Linked DNA regions of Drosophila melanogaster: region 2 is linked to region 1. A link is a contact called in public Hi-C data. All regions are on one chromosome and are shown on one strand. The core of a region is the stretch at or near the end of the contact, and the rest is flanking DNA. Distances in the headings are between cores, read along the strand shown.

Region 1 (2,927 bases), core at 220-2,719:
CCAAGAAAAACTCAAGGAAACTCAAAACAAACGCAAACAATCGCTGTGGCAGATAGTAATTGAATGGAAACAATTGAAAGCCTAACGAGGCTATGTTGAAAGTCGAAAATTGCGTAAAACAACAAGCAGATAAGTTGGCCAAAGAAAGTAAAACCCTTTTTTTTGGGGTGAGGAGAGGTCCTTTTTTACCGAATTAAGCCAACCGAAGTTTGTAAAAATATCAACGGCACGTATACGTTATAAAAATAATAAAACAAAAAAAGAGAGACAGGAAGAGACAGAAGCAAAAGAAAAACAACTGAACAAACATGTGGAGGGAAAAGAAAACAGTGGGAGGTGGGAATGGAGATGCTTAAATGTTTATCTGTCTGTGTGTGTGTGTGTCCCCTCCCACAACGGAACTTCTATTGTTTTTATGCGGGAGTACGAGCAGAGCGGTAGGGAGTGCGAGCGGGAGATGGAGAGATACAGTGATGTCGCTTTTAAAAGCCAGTTGAAGTTTTGAAGTTATAAATGGTAGAAAATAATTTAAAGTCAAATAGTTCATAACAAACAAAACCGATTTGTTTAATTTCAAAAAGAAAAACCCTTCTATTAATGTTTTTAATTAACCGCGTACTTGAATATTTATATAATCTTGTCCATTTAATGTTTTTAAGCCCGCTCATTAAAAAAAAAATATTTAAGTTAATATATTATTATATTTATTTTATTATTTATTTATTTATATTTTTTACTTCCTTTTCGATTAAATATTTCAAGCCGTACTTAAATAAGTTTCAACTTATGTTTTGGGCACCTCTGGGATCGAGAGAGTGGAAAGAGGGACTGAAAGAGCGGTAGGACTCCAAAGAGCGTGCGCACGGCTCCTCCCTCCGCCCGCGCGCCAAGCGTGAGAAAGAGGGGCGTAGGGAATACACAACACACACACATTCGCTCACGCAACACCCACACACACGCGCGCGAAAAGGAGGTCCGTGTGTTCCAGTTGTTGTTGTGATGGGAGAGAACCGAATCTCGCATTGTTGTTGTTGCTGCTGCTGCTGGAATCTACATACCCAGAATAAAATGTTTATAAGGACCATCAGATATTTGACGCACGAACAGCAGCCGTTGAGACCCATGGCGCGGATTGATATTCTTAAATAGGTAACTCCTTAAAAAGTAGCTGCAATTTAACTGGTTTTTCAACCACTTGGAGATGCTCTTTTTCCAAGGAACCCCGAACTGCAGTGTCGCCTGCACTTTTCGACCTTTTGCACTTTTTCAAAACACCCGCTCGATTGTACTATATTTTTCAAATTTTTTTAAAATTTCCCGTGCTAAAATCCACCGATTTGAGCCACTGTTTGCGCGATTGGCCGTTGCACCCGATTTGTTTTAAAAATTTTATTTGTGCATCGAGGCGTCCGTCCAACGTAAAATTCTTGTATCAGTGCGACCATTAGCTCGGCCGTTCAAATATACCAGCGGGTATAGAAAGGCTAAAAACCGAAAAGTGGTGACCCTTAGAAGATACCAAAGAAGTGGTTGAATAACTTTGATGAGGCTTAGCATGGCTTGCAACCTGCTTGGATTTGCAGCCTATACGCAAACCAAAGTGGCCTATCGATATTTTGGATAAGTTCTATTGCCAATTTTCCCAATAAAATAAAAACTTCACTTGAATGTTAAAAGTAATTTAGTTTCAGTGTTTACATAATGTTCAAATAACCTTTTGATTGTTATTATGAAAGTTAAAAATTAAAAATTTAGATATTCTAACTAACTATTATCCCCAATGTTTCAGCTATAATCACCATATTTAAAGTAGATTTCATTTTAAAGTATAAATTTGTGGTTGTTTACATTATTTTAACATGTCTATTTAATTATTACTATGAAAGTGGGTAATTGAAAATTAGGATATTCCAGGTTTTTGATTTACTTTGGCTATGATTTTCCCAAAATATTTAAATCTGTAAATGTAAACAGTTTGAAATGTGACCTTAATAGTTCATGCTTTGTTCATTCTTCTGCGAAACGGTCACACTGTTCGCGCAGGCGAAAATGGCCTAAAGCGTGAAATGTTTAATTCGTTGTTGTTTCTCCTCCGCAATAGTTACTAATAGAAACAAATGCAAAATGGCTGTCTAACGTTTAAGTGCAGCGACCGCCGAAGATCGTGGAAATATGCATGAAAAGCGGCTCGCAGGCAAATGAAAGGCGCGTGAAAATGTAGCAGACACCTTTTTATCGCGAAAACGAACATCGGTGCAAAGGGAAAAACAAAAACCAAGGAAAATACAGCCAAACGCGAATGTGAATGTGAAGGCAAAGTAAGCGAAAAGTCCCCCAACTTTTTTGGGGAGTATCGAGTGCACCACATACGTTTTTCAATATATATTTCGATTGCATTGAAATCAGAAACATGACAATTTCCCCCCTTCCCTTATTGCTGTTGTTGTTGTTGTCGGCTTGTTGCAAGTTTGTGTGAGTGTGTCTTGTAATTTTGTTACGCAGTGGAGCGAAGTTGGAGTTTTGTGGAATGGAAATGGAATGAAGTGGAACGAAGTGGAGTGTAACCAAACACGAAATGGAAAAACGAGGAAAAAACCTTAAAGCGCAGCCTAAGCTTTAGTCGTACTGAAAATTTCTCAAGCGCTGCAAGCCAGTCTTTGCCAAAGTAAAGCCCCTACCTCCCCCCCCCTCTTTTTGCATAATAAACGAAAAACGTTGCGCCCACTTTACGCACTTGTTTTTATGCTTTCCGCGTTCAGTGCACTTAAAAACTTAATTGGTTCCCCCGTCGGCGGTGCTAATGTAGCGCATTTCACTGTTTTCAACGTAAATATAATTATATTAGCAAACGTTTACAAGCAAGATTGGATTAGTAATATGTAGTAGCTTGCTAGAAATCCTAATAAAAATGTGAATAATAATATATA
Region 2 (2,927 bases), core at 122-2,621, 650 kb after region 1:
ATAAAAAATGCTTCTGGTTGAAAAAATATTGGAAATACTAGCTTATTTCTTCTGTGCATTGTGGCGTTCATTTGTTTACAGCCCTGCGATATAAAACTTTGTCTCGTTTACATCTTTTTCGAAATATATTGTATAATATTCGGTTTTGGTTTAAGATAAAACCCAAAACTGGAAGATGAGCAAAAAGCCGGCTGAGCAAAGGAAATCACATTGGGGTAGTTGTTGTTATATAAAACAAATTGTACGCGAATTTTTGCACAAAAACACACAGATACACGACACACACACACAAAGAGCCGCAAAATCCGGCGCTCAGGAAAACAGAGAGCGAAAGAGCGGATGAAGAGGACGAAGGGGAGGAAGATGAGGAAACAAACGAATTTCAGCAACGACGCAAATTTCGATTTCCTCGAAATTTCTACCTTCTATTATGCTCGTTCCTCTCCCGACTGCTGCTTCTTCTTGCGCTTCTTGTTTGGGCATCATATACTTTTTTGTTTGCAAAAATAAAAAATAAGGAGAAGAAAACAGTGAAGAAGAAGCAACAGCAGCGGCGGCAGCAGCAGCGCAGCTTACTAAGCTTTTGAGATGCCGCCGTTTTGCTCCTTGTTTTTTGTTTTTGCTACGCTCTTGCTGCTTTGCCTTTGCTTTTTCGGGTATTTTGCCTTTGGGTTTTTTTGCTTTTTTGCGTTTTTGCCTTTTGCGTGAACAAGAAGCAGCAGCAACTACTGTACTTGGAGTTTTTCCTTTGCTACATACATTCGTATATCCTTTTTGCCGCTTTGTTTGTTTGGAATTTCTCAATTTTCAAATACTGATGCCACCCACACGCACACACACAAACGTACACGCACTCCCACTCGCACACATACACGCACTTTACGCTTTTTTGTGCTTTGCTGCGTCTCCAGTTTCTTGTTATTTCGCCCTTTGTTGTATTATGTCATAATTTATTTGTCGCCCAGGACTAAACAATGCCGGAATTTTGCACAATTGATAAAGCCAATGAATCACATTTCGTTTTCATTAGCCCCCACTCGTGCTGTCTTGCTCTTTCTGGCTGCACCGGCTCCTCTCTTTTACTTTTTACTTTTTACTTTTCTGCTACCTTTGTTGTCTTTTTTGCATTTCCGCTTTACGTTTGTGTTTCGCTCGCACTCACGCACTCAAACACACGCAAACACAGACGCACACATAGCTGCAATTACTGTTGTTGCCCAGCTTGTTTAACTTTTGTTTGTTGTTTGAAACACACACAAGCACGCAGCGTCGTCGAAAATATCGCGAATTTACAAGCGCCGGCAAAAATTTACTAGAGAAATCCGCCCGCAATTACACAGAGCGACGCAGCAAACACGTCCAAACTGTTCGCCGAGCTTTGGCGCACTGCTTAACTTATGCTTATGAATGGAACGGCGGCGACAAGCAGCCCGTTCGGCGAAAGAACGAGAAAGCGATAGTGATACTCCCCCAATTTCTCTTTCTCCTCGGCGCTATGTTAACCGATTCGGGAAAGGCGCCGATTTGAATGTAATACGATTGCGATCAGATGGAAAATTCGCATCTGTTTTAAAACGTAAAAGATAAAAACTACCAGCTTCTACTTCTTCTTTACGATGTTGTCTTGCATTGCAAAAATCGAACTCCACAGCTTTAATCATTTAGGCTTCACTTAAACTTAGCACTAAAAATAATGCTCAATATCTTCTTAAACACCAAATAGACATGAAGGAATATCAAATACACATTCCTATGACAAAAAAAAATGTTAAACAATTTCAGCTCTTTTTAACATCAAGATACAAAGAACAAAACCTTTGGGTTTAAATCGGTTAACATTGCTTAACATTAAGCGGTTGTAAGAGAGCAGCAACTTAAGAGAATTTGTACACTCTTTTATCTTGCTCAATTTGAGCTTTGAAGAGAGCCGGCAACTTTTGTTTTTGTTTGCGACGCCAAAATTTCAATGTCGACGTCGCAGTCGGCAGCGTAAGCTTTTCGAGCAGCGAAAAACAAACAAAACGGAATGCGAGTAAAGCAAAAAAGAGACACAAAAAAAATGCAGTTTGTTGAATCTAGTACTAAGATTTAAATTTATTACAGACAAACGTAACTTTTATTTTGCACTAGAAAAATATTACATATTATATTATTATCTTGTGTTATATTATATTATAATTACTTACCGAACACCAAGTACTTTACAGTATTCAAGTTATTTTCCTTTTTTAACGTAATTAATGAAAATATTCATTATCTTTTAATCTTAATTTAAAATATTAACTTAAACTTCATCTCAAATAGGAAGGCGCCGATTAAAAATCGGAAATAGAGATGGCAAATAAAACGAATGGTTGTTGTCTTTACTAAAGGTGAGTTGCGCAGTTGCTAGTAGTGTGACCAGACGGCGATTCACAAAATTTCTCCAAAGTGTGAACGTATGCGAAGATACTTCGTTGATGGAAGAGGAGTGTCACCTTTTTCTTGGTTTTTCCAGAGCGTCATACTGCAAAGAGTTGTTGTTGCGCGCGGGCGGACGACGAGAAAAAATTGTAAACGCGGATGAAAACAACGGTTGATTTTCACCCAACGCTCGTGATTTTCGACCGCTTTTGAGTGTGGAAGCGAAAAAACCGCCTGTTTTTTAACTGCATGAGTGCGTGCGAGTGTGTGTGTGTGCGTGCGTGTACGTGTTCGTAATTTAGACGTGCTGCTCGCTGCGATTTTCGTTGTTCTGTGTGGCCCCTGTAACTACAGTAAATACTCGTGCAAATAACGCGTCAAAGCGTGCGAAAAACGCAGGGAGAACGCCAGCTAGCGCCTTCTCTTTCACTTTTTCGCTGATTCCTCGCCGCCTTAGACTAGCATTTTGTTGTTGCGCAGCCTGCGCGTATATGTGTGCGTTCGTCCGTGTGTGTGCGCTTGTC

What was found. Hi-C and Micro-C count contacts between places; a contact is called where the count stands out from the background.
Region 2: a Hi-C map of the Kc167 cell line shows a contact between it and region 1, with 5 times the contacts expected there. The contact joins the promoter of plum here to the promoter of Tsp96F in region 1. A contact is called at or near these places in 3 of 107 Hi-C or Micro-C datasets (the Kc167 cell line and cellular blastoderm embryo).

Annotation. Positions count from the first base shown.
Region 1 is chr3R:25,879,958-25,882,884 of dm6, forward strand. Tsp96F (Tetraspanin 96F) reads right to left here and starts at 1,470. Exons shown (of 5, transcript NM_001276048.2): 1 at 1,059-1,470. The coding sequence starts at 1,124. SppL (Signal peptide peptidase-like) reads left to right here and starts at 2,027. Exons shown (of 7, transcript NM_143180.2): 1 at 2,027-2,318.
Region 2 is chr3R:26,533,846-26,536,772 of dm6, forward strand. It overlaps plum (plum,), which reads right to left and starts at 1,372. Exons shown (of 11, transcript NM_001260388.1): 1 at 879-1,372. scrib (scribble) reads left to right here and starts at 2,505. Exons shown (of 25, transcript NM_001260393.1): 1 at 2,505-2,552.